Regions from separate parts of the Mus musculus genome. Here regions 2, 3, 4, 5, 6 and 7 are each linked to region 1. Evidence: chromatin contacts called from public HiChIP or PLAC-seq, Micro-C and promoter capture Hi-C data. All regions are on one chromosome and are shown on one strand. The core of a region is the stretch at or near the end of the contact, and the rest is flanking DNA. Distances in the headings are between cores, read along the strand shown.

Region 1 (2,902 bases), core at 295-2,794:
GTCATTCAGCTCTGACTCAACTTAGGAGCGGACTGCGCTGACTAATTGCTTCAATAGATAGTGGGGGACGGATTTCTGCCCAAAACTTTAAAGTGTTAGGCATCTTTATTGCTTTTCAAATTGCTGTCACTTTCCACTGTCTGCCATCACATTTATAAGTAGCCTTACCTGCCACACAAATTCTCCCTTGTCAGGAACAAAAATCATCCTTACCCAGGGATTTTAAATTAAAAGCCACAGTGAGTCTGTCTCCCAAATGAAATTCTAACATTTCCTACCAAAATCAACACCCAATCCCTGAGGTTCACACAACAAATGCTTTTCATCTTCCCTAAGAGCACAGCCACAACACAGTCCAGAACTTTAAGAAACGCAATCAAATGAGAACACTGACGCTTCTAAGCCACCACTTTCGTGACTTTTAAAGAAACCATAAACTTCAGTGACCTCGATCTGAAGTTTAAAATACGATCCCATTCATTTGCCCACTGTGGCATCAGGCATACCTTCTTGGACTCCAGCTGTTCTTTCTTTTCTGATTCAGGTGACTTGGCCCAGAAGAAGCCAATAAGAGGCAAAGCAGAGAGAATATCCGAGAAGGCAGCGAACTGGGCGCCGCTCTGATGGCGGCCAAGGAGGCCCCCGTGTCGATGGCGACAGCGGTAGGAGAGCACCAGGCCCAGCGACAGGAACACCAGCACGCACAGCAGGAGCTCCTTGTTGGCCAGGGTGACATCCCCGCATTTCTTATAAAAATAGGTGAAGGTAGCAATGCCAAGAAAAGTCCACATGGCTCAAAAGGCTTCTTTGGTGGCACCAGCCAAGGCTGAGGATTTTGTGTTTTGGGGGTCTCTTGGGGGGGTCTTTTTTCCTCGGAAGGTCTTCAGTGATTAAAATGTCCCCAAAATGTAGTTCTCAAAGGGGTTCGGGGCAACCGGTCGAACTTCTTCCAATAAATAGTTTCAGGATCACGAGTCAGATGTGATCAATTTTTGAAATCATTGAGAGTGCAAATGTATCTTAAGTTGTCCAGATCTTAAAAGGCAGCATTTAAAGCCTGCCTACCCCAACGGCTCCTGATTACACACTTCTTCATTCAGCCAACTGATGGACACGGGCCTCTCTATTGGGCTGAGGGGTGCGAATGTGGCTGTATACTTCGATGTCCGCTCGCCTGGCTGTAAACGGTCTTTTGTCACCAGCAGCAGGTGCTCGGTAGGAAGGAGTCGGGAGCGTAGAAGGATCTGGGTGCTGGGAAAGCTGCCCTTAGCAACACTGCCCCGGCAGCCTTCTCCAACAAAAGATGGCCACGGCGTCCCGAAGCGCGGCGGCAGCCTGGCAGCTCAGCCCTCCCTTGGAGATTCCTCCTCAAGCAAGCCCCGAAGTCACGGCCGGGAACCTGTCCGACCGACACTTGCCTTCCTCGAGAGTGAATGGCTGTCTCGGATGAGCGTCCTTCAGAGCGAGGCGAAGGCTCCTGCCCGCCGGGTCCCCAGCATCCCTCGCGGACAGTAACCAGAGTAACCGCTGCGCGCCCCGCTCGCAACCCGGCCCCACGCGCTTCAGCCGCCCGGCGGGCTCGGCCCAGCCCAGGGACCGGGAGGCGGGGCTCCGGCCCGGCACCGCCCCTTGAGCGGACCCCGCCTCCCACGCCGTCCGAACCAATGAGAGCGCGCACCGCGCGGTAGGCTGAGATGGCGCTATAGAGCGTTTGTCCAATGGCGGGCGGCGCACTCCGCGCGGCGCCAGTCGCAGAGGCGCTAGGGCGATGTTGCGTGGTGCGGGGCGGGTGCGTGGGGTGGGCGCGGGGCCGGTGGGTGAATGGGGCGGTGCCCGCTCGGCCTGGCCGCCGCGGGGTCCTCAGGCCCCACCTGCGGAGGGTGGAGCTCGCTCTGGAGGAACTCTTGGTGGCTCCTGGTGGCTCAAACGCAAGAGAGCTACAGGAGTCATCCGGGCGGACTGGATGATCACGGGCTAGAAAGGCGAGGAGGACGTGACACGCCGGCGAACCTGCCATAATTAGTGGACGAGGACTAAAGAAAATGAGAGAAGTCAGTAGGTGGAGATGGATCACGCCTTTAATCCCAGAACTCGGGATGCAAGAGGATCTCTGTGAGTTTGAGGCCAGCTTGATCTGCATAGCGTGTTCCAGACCAGTCAGAGATACACAGTGAAATCCTTCTCGGGTTAAAGAAAGAATGAGAAAGGAAAAAAAAAAAAAATGTCCTAATCAACAGCAATCCCAAAACTGTTTAATAAGATCATTTTATGTTTTAAGCACTATGCCAGAGCGTTGCAAACATTCATTCAACCCTTACAGCAGTCTTGCAAGAATGGCATTACCTTTCTGTTACAGAAGTAACCGAGCAGTTTATCTGCCGTCGTTCATGAGACTAACAACATCATTTTATACTATCCACAGCTACTGTCATGTAACCGAATTTCAGACTCGACAGTACCATTTAATTATCAAGCTTTCGTTGAGTTCTTAGTTATCTATGGTTTAGGTCTCACCCTAAACACTTCTCAGATATCTTTATTAGTTTCTGCGATTTTTTTTTAAGTCATTCAAACAGGTACAGTTGTTTAACCCGTTTATCCTTTAATAATGAAAGAAGTAAGTCTCACAGAACTGTATCCTACCAACCCTTTGCAGCAGGCACAGCCAACTCTATCTAGCTCCACATTTCTTCCTTCCTTTCGATTTGTTTACTTATGTATTTTGTCTACATGTATGGCTGCACTTTAGAAGAAGGCACTGGATCCCATGGGACTACAGTAACAGTTGTAAGCAGCCATTCGAGCACTAGGACTTGAACTGTGGACCTCTCATAGAAGCCATTGCTCTTAACAGCTGAGTCATCTCTCTGGCCCTAACACCACATTCCTAATGAGGGTCTCT
Region 2 (2,902 bases), core at 124-2,623, 510 kb before region 1:
AGAGAGCAACGGTTGCCTTTCTGAATGAATAATGCAGCGGCTGCATTACGATCACCCTGCCCTTTGCTAGGCCTTTTGTGGGCTTTGACCTTACATATGCATATAGAGCTGCCATCTTTCCATATCCAGCTTCTGTGGCATGACCATGCTCTGTAAATGCATGGCTTTTACCGTGCAGTTTACTCTTCATATACTGAGCACCTCTGGGCACATGGCTGCCTGCTCAGTGTTCAACAGATGAGAGGTCCTGGAGGCTTGGCTGGCCTTCAGGCCAGAGATCCTGCTGCTAAGAAGGATGCACAGAGCCATCCAGGGTAAAGAAGACTCAAACGCTAGAAAATTAAGGCAAAAGACCATTGTACACCATTCCTCACATTCACATCCCAAGTGTTCTTTGGTTGTGATCACTTGATCTCTGTAGAGAGCTGAGTACCACCATCAGCAGATGGGGAAACTGAGTCTGTGAAGGAGACTTACCCAGGATGGCAGAGCCAGACAGAAGGACAGGGTCCTCTACTCCAATGAGCCAGTCTCAAGAGAGTGGGTCCTAGACAACAAGTAGTTTCAATGGTGTGAAAATGAGAACCACAGTATATTTTTAAAAATCATAAAGAGCTGGCTTCTGTCATGTGACTCACCAGCCCCAGGCCTGCGTGAGGCTGGGGTTGTATTTGTCCCAACACAAAGCTTTTAAGGAATGAATTGCCATGATCCTTGCATTGCGTTTGAAGAAACGCAAGCTCTCTTGGGGAATGGCTAGGTTGCAGGTCACAAGTTACTACACAGAGCCATGGTAGCGCAAGGAATAAGCCCCAAGCCTTCCCTGGGGAGTGGAAACTGCAGAGAGCATGACACATGACTTTTTTTTTTTCAAGGATGCTAACAAAGAGTTCAAACAGAGAAGGCATGTGATACAGAGGTCGGGGGCAGAAGACAGGGTATCCATGGAGAAGCTTGGGAAACGGATCTGCTCTGTCAGGACACTGAGACCATGTGTGAAACACAGCCTTCAAGAGCCTCTTCCCAAGGAGACTGCAGCGCTCTAAAAATGCTCCTGGGGAAGGAAAGCACACCAAATTTCTAATCTGTGGGGGGAGGGAGGGACTCTGAGGAAAAGGAAATGTCCCACCCACTCTTCCATGCACCCCCAACCCCAAGGAATCTGGGCCACCAGAGCAAGACCCTCTGGGTTCTTATTAATGAGCCTGTCGAAGATTCTGCCCAGCGTCCACAGACCGTGGAAATAATTCATAGCGACAGAGCGTGTTTATGTGGGATGACTGCCAACCTCTGGTTTCTTCAGCCTCAGTGCTCCCTCTCGCTCCACTGACCAACCAAGGCCTGTTAGGAGTCTGCCCTCAGCGACAGAAGCCAGAGAACACCCAGATGCTCCCCTCCAGAACCACCTGTCCCCAGCAAGGTCAAAGAAGCCACTCTCTTGGGCTCTGTATGGTCATCGCCCTGGTAACCTAAGAGGTTATTTCTCCCTCCCTAACCCAGTGAAATTCTGAGGGGGCTTTCTGGCTCCTGGTACATTTCTCAGAAATGCACTGGAGAGGCTTGGCATGACCTCAGGGAGAAGGCTAACCAGAACACAGATGCAAAGAGCAGAGCTTGCCTCTTGCCTCAGCCTGCAGAGGCCAAGGCTCAGCCCCAGACTTCCTCACGTCCTCACCCAGAGCCATTACGGGACCTCAGTTCTGGTGTTCTCACAAAGGGGTCCCGAAGAAGACCCACTGAACAGTGTACCATCGCCACCTCTACCACAAAAGCCAAACTCACCCATCAAATGCAAGAAATGGTCAACTGCATCACAGATATGGCAGAGGGGAGCCACCCTCTCTGATTTAAAGTTTCTCGTGAGTCTTGTGATGCCACAAGGGGACACAGCGTGGCATCCATCTCTGCAGGTTGTAAGCTTGTATTTAAACAGGGTTTGTGAGGGTTTTAAAGTCAAGTGTGTCCGCATCAGCCAAGGAAAAGTTCAGGGCATTTGCTCAAACATAGGCAGCAGAGGGATGGCTGAACTGAGAGTGAGGCTTGCTCTGTGACTAATGAGAACTAGGAAAGCTTCTCACGATTCCCTGTGCTGGGAGGTTCACTCATCTCTTGAAAGTGTGAGTTAACCAGCTAAGCATGCTTGTTATACACTCCATGCCAGCTTAGAGAGAAGACCCATCAATATACATATCCACGCAGTTATGAGCATCCAAGGACACACATTGAAAAGTACAAGTGCCGTCAACTATTTCTCATGGTAGTTTTGTTCCATAGAACTGCCATGGATATTTTAGTTATTAAACCATTGCTCCGAGGGGAAACAGAGGGTTAGGCTTTTCATAGCTTCTGCTCGTATCATTTCATCAACCGTCCAAACGCATCCTTATTTTATGTGTTTTTGTGAGCAGCATCTTACTTAATAGACTGGATGCGTTCACGCTGATTTCACAGGCAACAGCGCTGTCTCAGGCTGTATGAAATTTATCTCACATTCACTGAAAAAGTGAGTTGAAAAAGTGTTTTTACAGTATGAACTAAAATGAGAAGCCTTGCTCTACATCCCCAGGAGCATAGATGTGTGCTAGCCCAAATTTCACACCACTGCTGAAGTTCATGAATAGCTGAGGATGTTCTTCAAGAACCTACCTGGGGACCATATACAAACAGTAGCACATAAGAGACTTTGAAAATATACACTCTACATAATAAAAATTGTGTGCATGTACATTTATGTGTACATACATAATAATCGATATGATATAGGTATAGGTGTAAGCTATATTGCATGACTGTGGTCCCGGGATGCAGGCCACCAGGAACCACCCTCTCCAGTGTTCTAGGACCCACTGGTTGGCCTCAATGGCTTTAGAGAGCAGCGCTAGACTTGTCCCTTAGCTGCACT
Region 3 (2,902 bases), core at 211-2,710, 490 kb after region 1:
ACCCGGCAGAAGGTGCCACCCACTCTAGGGGAGGGTCTCCCCCCCCCCCCCAGTTAGCCTCCCCCCCCCCGTCCCCCCTCCCGTTCACTCTTGAGGACATTAATTTTAACTGAAGGGTTTATAAAAGTACAGCTGATTGGACTCTCCGACATACTTTAAATCATCTCTGGATTACTTATAATAACCAATACAGTGTAGGTGCACGGAAATAGTTGTTACACTGTTCCATTAACGGAATAATGAGAAAGTCTGCAGATACATCTTTTTTTTCCAAGTACTTTTGGTCTGAGGTTCATTGCATTTGCAAGTTCAAAACCACAGCTGTGGGACTGGCTGTGCTGTCTTACGTGCTTATAGCACATTCACTTCATGCAAGGTTCTGAGCTGCAGCAGTGGTTACGATAAGGAGGGGATTTGGATCTTGATTACACTTGAGTAGATTTATCGTCTAAGCAGATTTATTTTTCTAAGATAGGGTGCCTAAGTGTCCTCAGATAGGTTCAGATAAAGCAGTGATCTTCCTTACAAAGAAGGGAACGTTTCATGAAGGAGGTGACATTTGACCCTGGCCTTGCAAATATCTAGGATCTGGGCAAGAGGGATGAGTCTCTCCTCCGCGTGGCACCAAAAGAGGGACATAAATCCCCAGAGACCATTCGATAAAGGTTTATGACATTCTCGCCCTGGCTCCAGAGTTGACAATCTCCAAGTAAACAGCTGTCGGGTCAGGGAAGAGTATTCTCCTCCCCAAATCTTAAGTCTCAGCCTCACACCCTCCTCTTTTTGGGACGGGTTGAGCCGGCCCTGCCGCCTTCCCCAGGGTGCTGCCAGAGAGGGCGTTTCAGCGCCGCACTGTCTGGCCTCGGTGGGCACTCTCTGGCTTGGCGAAGGGTGCGGCTCTTTGTGCTTCATGTCCCGCAGGCCTGGGCTGGGTGCGGTGACCCCACGAGGCTCTTATCCATCCGGCTGCTCCTCCAGGGCCGTCCGAACTCCAGATTTAGGACGGTGCTTCGGAGAGCAGTGCGGGAGCTGCACCACCCCGCCGGGCATCCAGCCCTGAACTCTATTTTGCTGCTCTCTGCCGTGCATTTAACACAGGCGGATGCCGTCTGACGGGGTAAGCACCCCTTCCTTTCCTTGCCACGCAAAGGAGTGGGTGGAGACTCCAGGATGAGCTCCCTCCCAAGCGGCTATGCGCCTGCGTGGCCCCGCCCAGTCCCCGCCCAGTCCCTGCCGCCCCGCCCTCCTATCCCGGGCTCCGCCGCTAGGGGTGGCGGCTGCGGCTCGGGCCTGATTGTCACGGCGCGGTTGCTTTGAGGGCGCAGCAGCCCTACCGAGTGAGGCCGGCGTGAGGCCAGAGGGTGGGAAAGCGGTCGGCGGCGGAGGGCGGCGCCGGAGGAGGGCGGCGCGCGGTGACTCATCCCTCTGGAAGATCAGACACGCTCGCCGAGCTCGCCCGCGCCGCCGCTCCTCATCCGGGAGGCGCCCGCCCGCCCGCACCGCCCGCCCGCTCCGAGCTCCCGGCCCGGCCGCGGCGCAGAAAGTTTTCCCGGGCTCACGGCCTGCGGGAAGCGGAGCGGGCACGGCTGGGAGGCGGTCGCCGCGCGGGCCCGCCGAGTGCATGGTGTCGGGCGCCCGGGCCGCGCGTCAGGAGGACCCGGGGCGGGGCCGGGCTGAGCCCAGCTCCTGAGCCTCTGTCCAGCTGCGCCCCGAAGCCGTCTTCCCTTGGGACCGCTGCGGGGGTCGCGCTCCAGCGCCATGTCCCGGCTGCTGCCGCTGCTGGGGAGCCGGACGGCGCGCAGCCTGAGGCCCGGCCCTGCCGCCGCGCCCCGCCTGCCGTCCTGGTGCTGCTGCGGCCGGGGACTGCTGGCGCTCGGGGTTCCCGGCGGTCCCCGGCTTCTGGGCACACACCCCAAGAAGGAGCCCATGGAGGCGCTGAACACGGCGCAGGGCGCGCGCGACTTCATCTACAGCCTGCACTCCACGGAGAGGAGCTGCTTGCTCAAAGAGCTGCACCGCTTCGAGTCCATTGCCATCGCACAAGGTAAGCGGGTGGGGCCGCCTGGGAAGACCTACTTCTCAGACCCCTGTCGCCTCCCCACACTCTGCCCCGCTCCTGGCACGGCCGAAAGGGGAAACTTTCCACCTTCCGAGTGTCCCCAAGACAGGACACGAGCGGATCGTGCCAGGTAGTTAGGGCCGAGCTTGGCTGGTGCCTCCCTGGCCGTGGAATTTCGGAGCTTCATCCTGAAATGTCAGCTGCCTCTCAGGGTTGTGTTTTGGTTTGTCCTGTGCCTCCTCTCTCCAGCCCTCCATTCCCTAAGCCTTTGGTGTCTTCCTGAGACCGTGTACCCATGCAGGTGGCATGCCCTGCCTGGTCTAAGAAAGTGCCAGGAACTGGGCAGGCAGCCGGAAACTTTCTTGAAGGTGTGTGGATGTCCCCTCCCAAGATGCTCTTGGTTTGTTATATTGCTTCTCACATTTGGTTGTGAAATGGCCCAAGGAAAGATTGTATCGAGCCAGCAACTGAGTGTGTACTGGAAGTCTGGAGATTCAAATTGAACTCCAGAGTTTGTTTCCTTGGAGTTTGAAAGAATGAAGTGAGTTTTTGGGTGGTTGGGGCTAAGAAATCTGTGACTTGAAAATGAAAAGCACACTTCTACTTAAAAATAATTGGGAAAGGATGAAAGGAAAGCTATTTTTAAACAGACACGTTAAGATAGGATATTTTTAAAACAAGTGCGGAATGTGGTAGGTCAGAATTTGAGTGTATGTGAAAAGGCATTGAAAAGATGCAAAGACTACAATGGATTCAGTCTTTAAAGTTTTTTTTTTCTTGCTATGTAAATTCTGTTGTATACACAAAAACACAGCTACTCTTTATGTGACATTTGGATGTGTT
Region 4 (2,902 bases), core at 183-2,682, 440 kb after region 1:
ATCTACTCCTTCTGGCCAACTAGAGGTCAGGGGCCGGCATTCTAGATCTAGGACTATGTGATCCACGTGAGGGGCGTAAGATTTCACTGGGTGGACATGCAAGATTCGTGTCCTCCATGGTTTCCCATGCACTTGATGAAGAAGAGAGGCGATCTGAGTTTCTGCAGATTCTGCCCATCTCCACCACTCTGGTTTGTTGGCCGATGATATTTCCCCCCTGAAATTCTCAGTAGTTCCATTTCCCTGTGTATCAGTGGTGATTTTCTGGGGACGAGGCCAGTGCTCTTTTTCCACGTTATTGCTTCCAGGTGGCTGTGGAGTCTTTCCTGAGAAAGACTCCACATTTTGGTGGATATGCAGAATACCCCCAACGTCCTTCCGAAGCACTTGGCAGGCAACGGGCCAGCCTTCTTTAGAACTGGGAATGAGCCCGAGGTTCACCCTATCTGCAATGTCTGAGAGCTTCAGTTTCCTGTTGTCCCCAAAATGTATTTGGCACCGGTCTGCCACTCCATTGATCTCCAAGTTGTTTCTTAAAGCAACTACAGCATGAGGATTCCATTCACAGGCATGTACGAAGGCAGCGCCAGCATGAACTAGGAAGGGCAATGTAAAATAACCAATCCCTGCGTAGAGATCCACCAGCACCTCTCCAGCACAGGACAGAGACGCCACTCGAAGTTTCTCGGTGATGTTTCCAAAGGAGAACATGCACTGTGTCACATCAAACTTATACCGGATGCCATTATCCATATGCTCTACCCAGCCATGGTCACCCAGCAGCAGAGTCACTGACGGAGTTCGAGTCCCATCAGGTAGCACCCGCCCTCGTTTTGCCAAACGTTGAACTCCCAGGGCCGAGGCAACAGTCTCCCAGAGTTCTGGCTCCAGACCTTTCCACAGCGTGGCTTGGAAGCAGTCTTCACTAAGCAGCATTAGGTCACCATGCCGTTGCCAAGACCGGGGCAAATCTGCCTCCAACTCAGCGGACCACGTCACTCCGCGGTCCTCCACCCAACGCCTCACCTCCAGACACAGTATCTGAGCAGGTGAACGAACCCGGGCCTTTTTGGAAGGAAGAGGATCCGGGAGCCGCGTCAGCACACAAGTGCTGCCTGGGGCCACGCGATCCCTCAGCTCCTGCAGATGCTGCTCAGAAAGGCTTTCCGCCAGCACCGGCAGAGCCACCGCGCCATCCCGCAGCTTCGCCACCCGGTGCAGCCTGTCCAAGAGTTTCTGCTCCTCCAGGTAGTCTCGGTATCTCTGCGTGAACCGGGGCTCAGTCACAACTGCGACAACTACAGACTCCTCACACTCTCTCTCCATGTCGCTAGTGTTTGTACCCCGTCGCCGTCCATCAGCGAGATTCTCCGGCTGCTCTCTCCCTGCAAATCTTCCACTACAACCGGAAGAGCTAAACTCGCTCCGCTACGGCGCATCGGAAGTGACGTCAATAAACAAAGCCAGATCTCGAAGTATTACTGCGATCAGGGAATGGAATTTCGGGTGCAGTGGGTTGCTTTCTGGAACCGCGGCAGCCATTTTTGTTATGGTTAGTCTGTACTTAGGAAACTTAGTAATTCTATGAACTAAAACTCATGAAATGAGTCGATATCCTCCGGAAACGTTATACACTCTCTTTAGCGATGCTCGTAATTTTTTTAAAAAGTGAATTTGCAGTGGATTGAATTTACAGAAAGGATTCCAAAACTCTAGTGTTGCTTATAAATTAGCACCAGCCACCTTATTGTTGGAAATGAAATGTTATAAAGCTTCCTTATTCCCTTTTCTTGCAAAGATTTTCATCACGGCTGCCTTGTTATCCAAGGAGGGAAACATGTCAACTCTCAAAAATGGGAATCTTTGTCTAGAAAATGTTGATTACCCGAACCACCTTGAGAGAATTGCTATTCTAATGAGAGATGGCCCAGAGGGTAAGGGAGTTATTTGCCACCAAGCCTGACAACCAGGATTCCCAGACCCCACATGGTAGAAAGAGAGAACGAAACCCAGGTCTTTTGCAAAATCATCAAAATCTCATAATTGCTGAATCTCTTGTCTTTTGTAAAACACATTTATCTTTTAGGGGGCAGCGTACTCACGCCATAGTGCAGGTGTCAAGGTCAGAAGACAACTTGCAGTGTCTCTCCTCTTTTTCCACCATGTGAGCTCTGAGGAAGAAACGAAACTCAGGTTGTCTGACTTGGTTGCAAGCTCCTTTACTTGTGCAGCCGTCTTGCCAGGCCATTCTCATCCTTTAGCGTATTGACTTATAGGTCTGTAAATGTAAACAGTGAAATGAATATTCATGAGCTATAGCCGTAGTACATTTACGTGGGCCCTATAAGAAAAATCAAATGTGAGACTTTTCTATCAAATGCTGGAAAACTTCTGTTTAGGACAGAAGTTGAAATCTTTTTTATCTCTCCCCAATTGTCAGACTTTTATGCAAATGTTTTAATTTTCCACCTACCCAGTAATCCCTTTGTTTACACAAAGGTCCATTGCTGTATTCCAGGAATTTGATATCCTGTAGCAGTGACTTCTTTCTTCTTCTAACCCTGACCCCTTTCAGCTTTCAATATTTCCTGTGTGCCAGTTCCCTTAATTAAGGCTGTGAGGCTGGACTCCAGACTGGGGAACAGACCCAGTTACCACCTGAGTTAGAATACAAGCCAAATGCACTTCCTGTGTTTGTGTGTTCTCTCTTCTAAGCACACCCTCTTGATCAAGAGGTGAAGTTTGCCTTGCCCAGACAATTAGGTTGGAATAGTAGTCTCTTCCTTTTCAACCTGGGACTTATTTCTAGCACTTTCCCATTGAGAGCATCCTTTTCCCACCAGGCTTGAGGACTCGGGTTATCTATACCTTTTTCTTCCGTGGCTCACTGGTTATTTAAGGC
Region 5 (2,902 bases), core at 204-2,703, 430 kb after region 1:
CACAGCGCTGGGTACTGCATCTCCGCACACTGAGGAAGAACAAAAGGGAACCATCCCTGAACACCAGAAGCCTTTCTAACGCTCTGGCAAACACCAGCTGTGCACCAGAAACCAAACACCTAACTTCTCCAACCTCATTTCCTCACCTGTAAAGTCTAAATAACACGATCCACCTTTGAGGAGTGACCGACGGATTAGGTAAAACCTGTGAGAATGCTTTCTAGCAGACAAATGTAGAAGAGTTACTGCCAAGAACAAAACTGCTTCTTTATTGACGCTCCTTTTCTGGGAGAATAAGGCAGCAGAGGCGCTCGCACTTCTCAAGGTCTTGGTCAGGACCTCACTACCAGGTACCCGCACCCCCAACCTTTCAATAGCAAGAACCCACCTAAAAACTCATCGTAATGATCTCATCAACAAAACCTGCCAAGCTGTAATTATCTGGAAAAGATCTCTTTATGTGTTTCTCACTTCTGGTATGTAGCACAGAGAGAAATAGAAAGTGAAATATAAAATACTTTTAGCACTCAATCCATATGAAATGAAGACTGATCTTTCTAGTCTCCCACAGATGTCTCATCACCCTGGGATGGTAAGCTTTCATAGTCACATCCAACACCTTATTATTTACTCATAGAAAGAGTTTAGGGGTTCGTTGTAAGTATAACCTTCCTCGCGGTGACTTTTGGAAATGGTTTCAAGGACTGACATTCATGGCTTGAGTGGCCATTTACCTCAAGTACTTCACGATCCGGTGGACTCCAAGACACAGAAGTGACAACGTATTCTGCACTGTGAAATGGGTAGACAGGGGGCTCAAGCTCTGGCTCAAGTCCAAGGTCACACACGGCGAGACCCGGAGAGCTGTTTTTCCAGGGCTGTCGCATAGGACGCTGGAAGCCAGCAGTCATTCCCCAAGAGAAACAGCAGACAGACAGCCGCATGCTCACACAGCCGTGCTTTCTCCTCGCCCATCCAGGTGCCAACCGAGCAGGGCACAGACCCGCCAGCACCACTCAGCTGTCAACGCTGGCACGAGTACCACGGGTCCCCGCACCCCCGCCAAAAGGCCCTCTGGGGAACCAGACCGTGGTTCCCCAAGCCGCGTGCCACCAGTGCCCTGCCGTTCCCGTCGGCCTGGGAGAGGGCACGCCTCGGCCAGCGGGCTAGCCCTACGCCGTCCTTACCAAGGAGCCGGAGAAAGATCTGAAGCCCGATGCAGAACCGGCTTTGGCTGGAATCGTAGTAGGAGTTGAAGATGGCGTCGATGATGTAGAGGCAGGGCACCCGGAGCGCCACTTCGAGCGCCGCCCAGACCTGCTGCTGGGCCATCCGCACCTGCTGCTGCGGGGGCCCCACCGCCGCCATGAGCCGCTGCCACACCGGGGCTGGGCGGGCCGGGCCAGGCAGGGCGGCGCGGGGGAGGCCCGGGGCCGCGGCCGGGGCGGGCGCCGACGAAAGTGGCTCCGCCCCCGGCCGCCTCCTGTCCTGTGTCCCGGCCCGGCCCGCCCCGCCGCCCGCTCGCGTCCCTCGGTGGAGCAGGGGGCGGCGGCAGCGGCTGCCGGGAGGCCTCGGGGCGTCGGTGTTTCCGGCCGGCTAGGGTCTGGCTCCTCCTCCCTCCAGCGCCTCCCCCGCCAGCGGAGCCACCATCTTGACCCCGCCTGCCTCGGCCGTTGCTGCCGTTGCGAGGCCCCCGAGGCGGCGCCCGCGGTCACTCGAGAACGCGGAGCCGGCGCCGCGGCCCTGCGTCACAATCCGGCGCGCCGCGCAGCGTCAGCACGCGGGGCCCGGCGAGCCTCGAGCGTTGCCATGGTCCCCGCCCGCTTCGGCTCGCCTAGCCTCGCCTCGCCTCGCCGCGGGGTGGCGCTCGCGTCGCCGGCCCGCCGCGTCCCAGCGCCCGAGCGCCTGTGAGTGGCTGCCCCTCGGTGTTGGCGTGCCCCGAGCGTGGGATGCTGGGCTACTGCGCACCGACAGTGTTAAATGTCTAGTAGAGCCCAGTGAGTGTCCCTTGAACTCGCCTCGTCCTGCTTGGGAGATGAAAAGCTGGAGGACGCCGCCCTGCCTACCTGCCTCTCCCCACCCAGAGGCCAGGCCTGAGGAATGGCAGGGGAAATAACCTGCGAGGCTGCACAGGGCGATCCCAGCCAGACTTGGCACTGGCCTTGAGTTGTTAGGTGTTGCCAAGAAAAACACACTCGCATCTGTTTACACATCTCCCTCCCTGTCCCCGTGGACGGTCATGCACATTTTATTAATGGCTTCGGAGCCTGACTTACGAGCAAGAACCCAGAACTCTCTGAGGTCTTTGATTTATCCTTGTCCTGGATAAATCCTTAATCAGAGTTGAGCGCATTCTTTCGCCGCTCTTTCTTGCCTATCAGTGGAATTGGTATGACCTGGCTGTTGTTTCTCTGTTCCTTCTCCAGCAAAGGAAGAGAGTAAGGTCAGAGGCTGAACTGTAGACTTAGCTGTTTTGGTTTAAGGAACACAAAATCGCAAACCAGGAAGCCTGGTTGACTTGGGCTCCTAGCTCAAAGCGCACAAGCCAGTTTACAGCAGGACTCTAGAAGTTGGACCTCCCTTCCCACTCCACCCCACACCCGCACAGGGAGGAGGTCTGTAAATAAAATTATCAGACTTTAACAGAACCCTTTTGGGGGAAGGTGTTTGGAGCAGGAAGATGGCACCTCCACCCAGTTTTGTGGTTTGGGCTTTGTTTGCTCACTTTCCCCTCTTCCATCTGTATACGAGGCACTGTAGGCCCCGGTTTTCTTTTACCAAAGCCTCTATATCAGCTATTACGATAGGCATTTGCTCTACCTGTTTTATCAAGGTTGAGACTGGTTTAGATAAAACGAATTGCAAGATCACAAAGGTGCTAACAGGTGGGACTGTGTATGCC
Region 6 (2,902 bases), core at 280-2,779, 400 kb after region 1:
TTACATTTTAAAAACTATGAGTCAATTAGGCCACTTGCCTGAATTTTCTTTTTAATTCACAGATATTATGAGAAGAAATAGAGACCGGTATGTGGGTGGAGTGGTAAGTGTACGATAATTGTTTAAATATGGGCTATACAAAAATGTCTTTGCTATTAGGTCAGCTTCAGGTAATTCAGATAGCAAAAGTAAAGTTATCAAGTTTCTCAGTTGAAGGGCGTGTAAATTGCTCTAAGATTTATGGGCATGATGGTGTACAAACAAGTAATACTTTTAGTTACATTTATTTTGCTTAAAGTACAAGAATGAGTACTGAATTCTACTTAGGAGAAACAAATGTGAATCGTCTTTTCCCACTGTGCAGTAAGCCTGAGAGCTGGCCTTTGCTGTTCTCTAATCAAATCGATTTTCACGATGTCTTAGACTATTCCATTGTTTCTTTCAGGTTTTCTTTTCTTTTCTTTCTTTCTTTCTTTCTTTCTTTCTTTCTTTCTTTCCTTTCTTTCTCCCTTTCTTTCTTTCTTTCTTTCTTTCTCTTTCTCTCTCTCTTTTCTTTCCTTTTTTTTGTTTTATTTGTTTTTTTGAGACAGAGTTTCTCTCTCTGTGCAGCCCGTTTGTTTGTTTGTTTGTTTGTTTTGAGTCAGGGTTTCTCTGTATAGCCCTGGCTGTCCTGGGAACTCACTCTGTAGACCAGGCTGGCTTCAAACTCAGAAATCCGCCTACCTCTGCCTCCCAATTGCTGGGATTAAAGGTGTGTGCCACCACTGCCAGACCAAGTTTCCTTTCCTAATTTGCTAGCTGGTAGTCGTTCTCTTCCCTCTAATGATGGCTCATCTTCCGTGATATATTTTCCTCTTAAATGTTTCTTGTGTGGTCCTTTTAGTCCTTCCTCCTGAGACATTTCCAATATATATTCTCTACTCTCACTGCACTGTGACAGCCATGGTAGTGACTTCTAGTCAGTTGGATCATGAACTTGAGTAGATAATCTGTGTTTTAAAAATGCTCACGTACACAAAATTTCATATACAATTTCAGGAGAGGTTCAGTGACCATCCTTTGGGAGTAAAGATTGTTATTTAGGTCACAGTTCCATGTATCAGTGGAAGAACGTTAATCTAACCCTAAATTTTTGCTGTAATACATTTCTTTGCTTGGATACTTTATGACATATATTCCTTTTTGGAATGTTGTGGAATACATGTGTGTTTTTAATATGTTTAGTGTGTGTGTGTACATGTACACATATGTGCCATGGTATTCGTGTGGAGGTCAGAATAACTGCAGAGTTGGTCACGGGACTGACCAGGCTTAGCATCTTCACCCAGTCAATCATCTCGCTGACTGTTGCCGTCTGTTTTTTACGCTTAGCTCTGCTTGGTGCTACATCCCACTAGTGATAGGGCTGTGCTCTGTACTGCTGTCATGTTCATGCTACTGTGCACATCTCCTCTGGAGTTTACTGACTGTAATTTTCCCTTTAGCAGCTATACTTAGGAATTGAGAAAGGCTTTAATTAATGACCTGGGCATTACTGACAGCATGGGTTTTAGCTAACGTCCTGGGCATTACTGACGGCATGGGTTGTCATTCTGGACTCCACTGCTCACTCCTCTTTATTTCTAAGTAAGTCTTTACTTGGATGAGTCTATCATTTCAAAAAGTTAATACCAGGAACAGCAAAAGCAACCAAAATATTTGGCTTTAATAAGTTGCTAAATAAAGTACTATATATAGTTCTCTGAATTAGTTTATAAGAGATCACACTTTAAATTACCTTCATATTAGTGAAGGGATTTTTCATTGTTGTTGTTCACTGGAAATGTTAAGGGCTTAGCACCTTTACCTAGTGGGTCACCCTGCCAGTTGCTGACCCATGTGTATTTTCCAAGGAATTCTTCTGCTTGGTGTTACAAATCTTGCTAGCAGCTGTATAACATAGTTATCCATGGACAGTGATGTGAATTCATTGCTAAATAAGCCCTACTGTTAGTTACTGGTTTTGATTACACACATTACCTAGAGCAGGAGAAAATACGGTCTCAGTCCTTTCTGCCTGTTTAACTGATGTGAATGGTGTGACAATTGCTTTTTTTAAAATTTCTTTTACTTTTATTGTTTCTTGTATATAAGTTCTCCCCACCATCTCTGTCTCCCTGTCTCTGCCCTCCCCACCCCCCCCTTTCACACACTAAGGCCAGAAGCAGGCGTCCAATTGCCTGGAGGTGCTCAGTGTGGGTGCTGGGAACTGAACTCCTCTGCAAAAGCAGCAAGCACTCTTAACTGCTGAGTCATCCCTCAAGGCCGCAGCTGGCAGTTTAAAAGCAATGTTCTCACCACTCTAGCTGATTAATCATTTCTAAAAGAAAAGGTGTCCTCTAAAAGAGAAGTGCAGTGGGATTTTCAGAACTCTGCAGGGAAGGTGATGTAGAGATACACCTAGCTGCAGAGCAGATAACTTCTTGCTTTGTGTCACCAGAAATAATGACAGATTGTGATTTTCAAGTCTGGCTTGAAAGAAAAACATTGTAGGTGCTACTACATTAAAGACCTGTGAAACAACACACACATACACACATGTACATATACATGTATGTATGTATATATATATATATATATATATATATGTATATATGTGTGTGTGTGTGTATATATATATATATATATAAATCTGGTTTTGCTTAGAAAGCAGACCAGTGCTATTATAATAAAACTGTATATATATATCCCAGCAGACCGATGCTAGTATAATAAAATTGTATGTATATATCCCAGCAGACCGATGCTATTATAATAAAATTGTATATATATATCCCAGCAGACCGATGCTAGTATAATAAAACTGTATGTATATATCCCAGCAGACCGATGCTAGTATAATAAAACTGTATGTATATATCTG
Region 7 (2,902 bases), core at 232-2,731, 350 kb before region 1:
TGGGTGGTGGCACACCCCACATTGTGAGCCTCTGTGAGTCCAGGCCTCTCTGCCTCAGTAGAACCTGAGGTTATGATGAGTCTGAACCCCACTTTCCTGGTCTGCTTGTGAGTCAGACACAAGCTGAGAGCTGGGGACCCCAGTCTCCATCTTCTGCCAGAGGCGGGGTGTGTTCTGAGACCAGGAAGGTGCTAATGACTACATGTGGTTAGACAAGCCTGAGATACTACATGGCTGACCTGTGGGTCATGGCGACCAATGGGCTCTGCTCCCCACCACAGCCATCCTTTCAAGCTAATGAAGAGCACCAGCACTTCAGATCTGGCAAAGCTTCGAGCTCAGAAAGAAAGAAAGAGGGAGTGTGACAGTGGCCTTCCTCATCACCACACACCCATATTATAGTGAGGAAAAGGCGGTCCAGAGAAGTATTGCAACCTGTTAAAGTCCACAAAACAAATAAGCATGTATCTGGGGTTCAAGTCCAAGTCTGCTTGTCTTCTAGCCTTGCTTGGGATTGTCTGGATTTTGAGCCTGCCATTCAGAGACTTGGACTGCAAAAATCCATCCTATAGCCTCCCAGGCATTGCCCTGCCAGAGAGGCAGTCAAACTTGTGGCACAGATACTTTGCATGACTTCTCCAAGTCCTGGGGTAGCTAGAGACAGATCCAGGAAACTCACACTCTTTCCCTAACCCAAAAGACCAAATACATTCTTCATTTCCAGTGTCAGGGTGTCAAGTACCCCACCCATGCCACAGCCACTCAGAGAGGTCTGATGGTTTGAGCCAGGAGGATGCTGAGAATTCAAGACCAGACAGAACTATATAAGGAATGCTAACAGATACAGTGGTCTGAGCTACACTGTCAGACTATGAGAGAAAGAGGGGGTGGGAATGAGGGGAGAGAGAAAGAAGGATAGGGAGAGGGAAAAGAAGAAAAAGGAGGAGAGAGGGGGAAAAAGAGAGGAAGGCAGAGGGGAGGAGGAGGGAGGGAAGGAAGAAGGGGAAAGGAAGGAAGAAAGGAGGGAGAGAAAAGGAGAAAGGAGGGGGAGGAAGAAGGAGGGAAGGGAGGAAGGGAGGGAGGGAGAGAGGGAGGGAGGGAGAGGGGGAAGAGAGGGAGGGAGGAAAGAGGAGAAAATGCACGCATGCATACACACACACACACACACACACAAATTGAGCTTTGGCTGGCTTCTCTAGTTATATGTCTCCCTTCTTCAGTCCTAAAACTGGGAGTGTGCTCTGTGATGCCATCACTTCCTAGAAACACAGCAAGCCCTCAAGCCAGAGTCACGATGAGAAAGACCTCTGAGCCCTCATACCCAGGCCAGACTCCTTCCTCTTGGTGCTAAGGCAAGTCTGCTCTTGGGTCACACCAACCTTGGCCAGCAAGCTAATGAAGCAAGAATGAGTGTGCACAGGGGGCTGGCCACCAAGCCCAGGACTGGGCCAGGGCAGGAGCTCCGTGACTAGAAAAGGACACGAGGAGTCATTGCTGTAGTCACCAATCCAATCCAAAGGTCAGACCAAAGTACTGGAGCAGAAAGGCTCTGACTGACAAAGCAAAAGGAGGTGCCACCTCATCTGTCTCTAGATCCATTCTACAAGGTCAACCCAATGGCAACCCACCAACTAGCCCCCTCAAGAGAGCCCAGAAGCGGCTTGTACTCGGCTATGACTTCTGGGCCTCAGGTCTTGGTATCCCCTGGCTGAAAACCAGAAAAGTGTAAACTAAACCTTTTTTTAAATTTTTATATTTTTTTATTTTTTATTTTCCTTCTAGACAGGATCTCACTGTATACCTCTGGTGTCCTGGAACTCAGTATGAAAAACATCAACAAAATCAGCTGCTCAAAAAAAAAAAAGATGAAAAGATGTAGTCTTGCTGGTCTAGCAAGTTAGAACCAAGCAGAAAAGGGCAGAGTTCTCAAACCTGAAAGCCTGACCTGACATCTCACCATGTGAGACTCTAGCTGAGTGGTTCTCCGCCTTCCTAATGCTGCCACCCTTTACTGCAGAGCCTAGCGTTGCTGTGAACCCATACCATAAAATCATTTTTATTGCTGCTTCATAACTGCAACGGTGTTACTGTTATGATTCATAATGTAAATCTCTGTGTTTTCCCATGGTCTTAGACAACCCCTGTGAGTCATCGACCCTCCCCCAGGGGGTCACGACCCACAGGTTGAGAACCTCTGCTCTAGCCTCTTTTCAGTCTTGGGTCTCAGCACCACATTTCCTCCATCTGGCTCCTTGAGGAGACAAACTGATACAATCTATAAGCAGCTACAAATACACAGGCAAGCAAGGATTGATTGTTTCTTCTGATGCTCCTGTTTTCTCCTCCTTCTCCTCCACCTTCTCTTCCATCACCACCTCCTCCTCTTTATTTTATTTCTCTTTTTCATGTGTTCAAAGGGTGTTCATGCATGTAAGCAAGCAAGTACATATATCCATGCACAATCATGCAGAGGAAGATGCTCTTGGCCTTATTGTCTTGAGACAGGGTCTCTTACTAAACGCAAAGCTTACCATTTTGGCTATACTGGCTTGCCATAGAGCGCCCAGGATCTGCTTGTCTCCACCCCCAGTGCTGGGGTTAGGGAAAGCACACTATGCTCGTTTGTTTGTTTGTTTGTTTGTTTGTTTGTTTGGGCTGTGGAGTCAAACCCTGCTTGTATACCAAGCACTCTAACCCACTGAGCCATCTTCCTAGTGCTTTGTATTATTTATTTGTGCCCATGTGTGTGTGTTTAAGTGCAAGCAATAAGTTGGTTCTCTCTTTTCATCGCCTTGTTTTTGTTTCTTGGGTTCACCTTTTTTTTTTTTTTTTTTTTTTTTTTTTTTTTTTTTATGTGTTCTTGCCTGAGACAGGTCTCACGATGTAGACCTTCCTGGGCTGG

The links. Promoter capture Hi-C pulls out the DNA fragments that hold promoters and counts their contacts. A called contact is a pair of places that touch in the nucleus more often than the background predicts. HiChIP or PLAC-seq counts read pairs in DNA pulled down with a chosen protein or histone mark.
Region 2: a promoter capture Hi-C map of pre-B cells shows a contact between it and region 1, with 2.9 times the contacts expected there. The contact joins the enhancer-like site here to the promoter of Sqle in region 1. A contact is called at or near these places in 6 of 39 promoter capture datasets (the C10 cell line, hematopoietic stem and progenitor cells, hippocampal neurons and 3 more), 1 of 484 Hi-C or Micro-C datasets (the N1E-115 cell line) and 8 of 115 datasets of contacts at active chromatin or transcription factors (the NIH/3T3 cell line, acute myeloid leukemia, bone marrow-derived macrophages and 5 more).
Region 3: a Micro-C map of embryonic stem cells shows a contact between it and region 1, with 6 times the contacts expected there. The contact joins the promoter of Tmem65 here to the promoter of Sqle in region 1. A contact is called at or near these places in 4 of 39 promoter capture datasets (embryonic stem cells, liver, neutrophils and 1 more), 5 of 484 Hi-C or Micro-C datasets (B cells, embryonic stem cells, epidermal suprabasal cells and 2 more), 3 of 115 datasets of contacts at active chromatin or transcription factors (the SCID.adh cell line, large pre-B cells and memory CD8 T cells) and 2 of 9 other capture datasets (adipose tissue and liver).
Region 4: a contact with region 1 is called in an H3K4me3 HiChIP or PLAC-seq map of the SCID.adh cell line, with 21 read pairs. The contact joins the promoter of Trmt12 here to the promoter of Sqle in region 1. A contact is called at or near these places in 5 of 39 promoter capture datasets (the C10 cell line, the HPC-7 cell line, cranial neural crest and 2 more), 4 of 484 Hi-C or Micro-C datasets (B cells, the HL-1 cell line, bone marrow-derived macrophages and 1 more), 15 of 115 datasets of contacts at active chromatin or transcription factors (the 230-238 cell line, the SCID.adh cell line, T-cell acute lymphoblastic leukemia and 9 more) and 2 of 9 other capture datasets (embryonic stem cells and liver).
Region 5: a contact with region 1 is called in an H3K4me3 HiChIP or PLAC-seq map of the SCID.adh cell line, with 41 read pairs. The contact joins the promoter of Rnf139 here to the promoter of Sqle in region 1. A contact is called at or near these places in 22 of 39 promoter capture datasets (the 3T3-L1 cell line, the C10 cell line, the HPC-7 cell line and 12 more), 1 of 15 datasets of contacts at CTCF or cohesin (pro-B cells), 16 of 484 Hi-C or Micro-C datasets (the G1E-ER4 cell line, the HL-1 cell line, Th1 cells and 6 more), 36 of 115 datasets of contacts at active chromatin or transcription factors (the 230-238 cell line, the SCID.adh cell line, T-cell acute lymphoblastic leukemia and 23 more) and 4 of 9 other capture datasets (adipose tissue, embryonic stem cells, liver and 1 more).
Region 6: an H3K4me3 HiChIP or PLAC-seq map of the SCID.adh cell line shows a contact between it and region 1, with 15 read pairs. The contact joins the enhancer-like site here to the promoter of Sqle in region 1. A contact is called at or near these places in 11 of 39 promoter capture datasets (the C10 cell line, the HPC-7 cell line, cranial neural crest and 8 more), 1 of 15 datasets of contacts at CTCF or cohesin (large pre-B cells), 2 of 484 Hi-C or Micro-C datasets (bone marrow-derived macrophages and embryonic stem cells), 27 of 115 datasets of contacts at active chromatin or transcription factors (the 230-238 cell line, the SCID.adh cell line, bone marrow-derived macrophages and 19 more) and 4 of 9 other capture datasets (adipose tissue, embryonic stem cells, liver and 1 more).
Region 7: a FOXA1 HiChIP or PLAC-seq map of pancreatic cancer cells shows a contact between it and region 1. The contact joins the enhancer-like site here to the promoter of Sqle in region 1. A contact is called at or near these places in 2 of 39 promoter capture datasets (embryonic stem cells and liver), 1 of 15 datasets of contacts at CTCF or cohesin (the NIH/3T3 cell line), 2 of 484 Hi-C or Micro-C datasets (CD8 T cells and the N1E-115 cell line) and 4 of 115 datasets of contacts at active chromatin or transcription factors (embryonic stem cells, intestinal villus epithelium, pancreatic cancer cells and 1 more).

What each region holds. Positions count from the first base shown.
Region 1 is chr15:59,313,734-59,316,635 of GRCm38.p6, reverse strand. It overlaps Sqle (squalene epoxidase), which reads right to left and starts at 1,544. Exons shown (of 11, transcript NM_009270.3): 1 at 507-1,544. The coding sequence starts at 791.
Region 2 is chr15:59,824,767-59,827,668 of GRCm38.p6, reverse strand. It overlaps Gm36819 (a long non-coding RNA gene), which reads right to left. Exons shown (of 3, transcript XR_384128.2): 2 at 478-547. Among named protein-coding and RNA genes, the nearest start is that of Gm36819, 2.8 kb to the right of the region's middle. Within about 2 kb of position 1,373, at least 42 of the 459 cell types and tissues checked have an H3K27ac peak or open chromatin away from gene starts, as enhancers often do. A contact at or near this core is called in the N1E-115 cell line, pre-B cells and pro-B cells, where this site is marked.
Region 3 is chr15:58,821,985-58,824,886 of GRCm38.p6, reverse strand. Tmem65 (transmembrane protein 65) reads left to right here and starts at 1,460. Exons shown (of 7, transcript NM_175212.4): 1 at 1,460-2,044. The coding sequence starts at 1,759.
Region 4 is chr15:58,871,179-58,874,080 of GRCm38.p6, reverse strand. It overlaps Trmt12 (tRNA methyltranferase 12), which reads right to left and starts at 1,432. Exons shown (of 1, transcript NM_026642.2): 1 at 1-1,432. The coding sequence starts at 1,326.
Region 5 is chr15:58,887,780-58,890,681 of GRCm38.p6, reverse strand. Rnf139 (ring finger protein 139) reads right to left here and starts at 1,453. Exons shown (of 2, transcript NM_175226.4): 1 at 1,188-1,453. The coding sequence starts at 1,368. It also overlaps a transcript of Tatdn1 not described here.
Region 6 is chr15:58,913,353-58,916,254 of GRCm38.p6, reverse strand. Tatdn1 (TatD DNase domain containing 1) reads left to right here. Exons shown (of 12, transcript NM_001368428.1): 8 at 63-103. Among named protein-coding and RNA genes, the nearest start is that of Gm36559, 18 kb to the left of the region's middle. Within about 2 kb of position 1,529, at least 50 of the 459 cell types and tissues checked have an H3K27ac peak or open chromatin away from gene starts, as enhancers often do. A contact at or near this core is called in the SCID.adh cell line, differentiating embryonic stem cells, kidney and 3 more, where this site is marked.
Region 7 is chr15:59,661,255-59,664,156 of GRCm38.p6, reverse strand. No RefSeq gene overlaps it. Among named protein-coding and RNA genes, the nearest start is that of Trib1, 14 kb to the right of the region's middle. Within about 2 kb of position 1,481, at least 31 of the 459 cell types and tissues checked have an H3K27ac peak or open chromatin away from gene starts, as enhancers often do. A contact at or near this core is called in the NIH/3T3 cell line, intestinal villus epithelium, liver and 1 more, where this site is marked.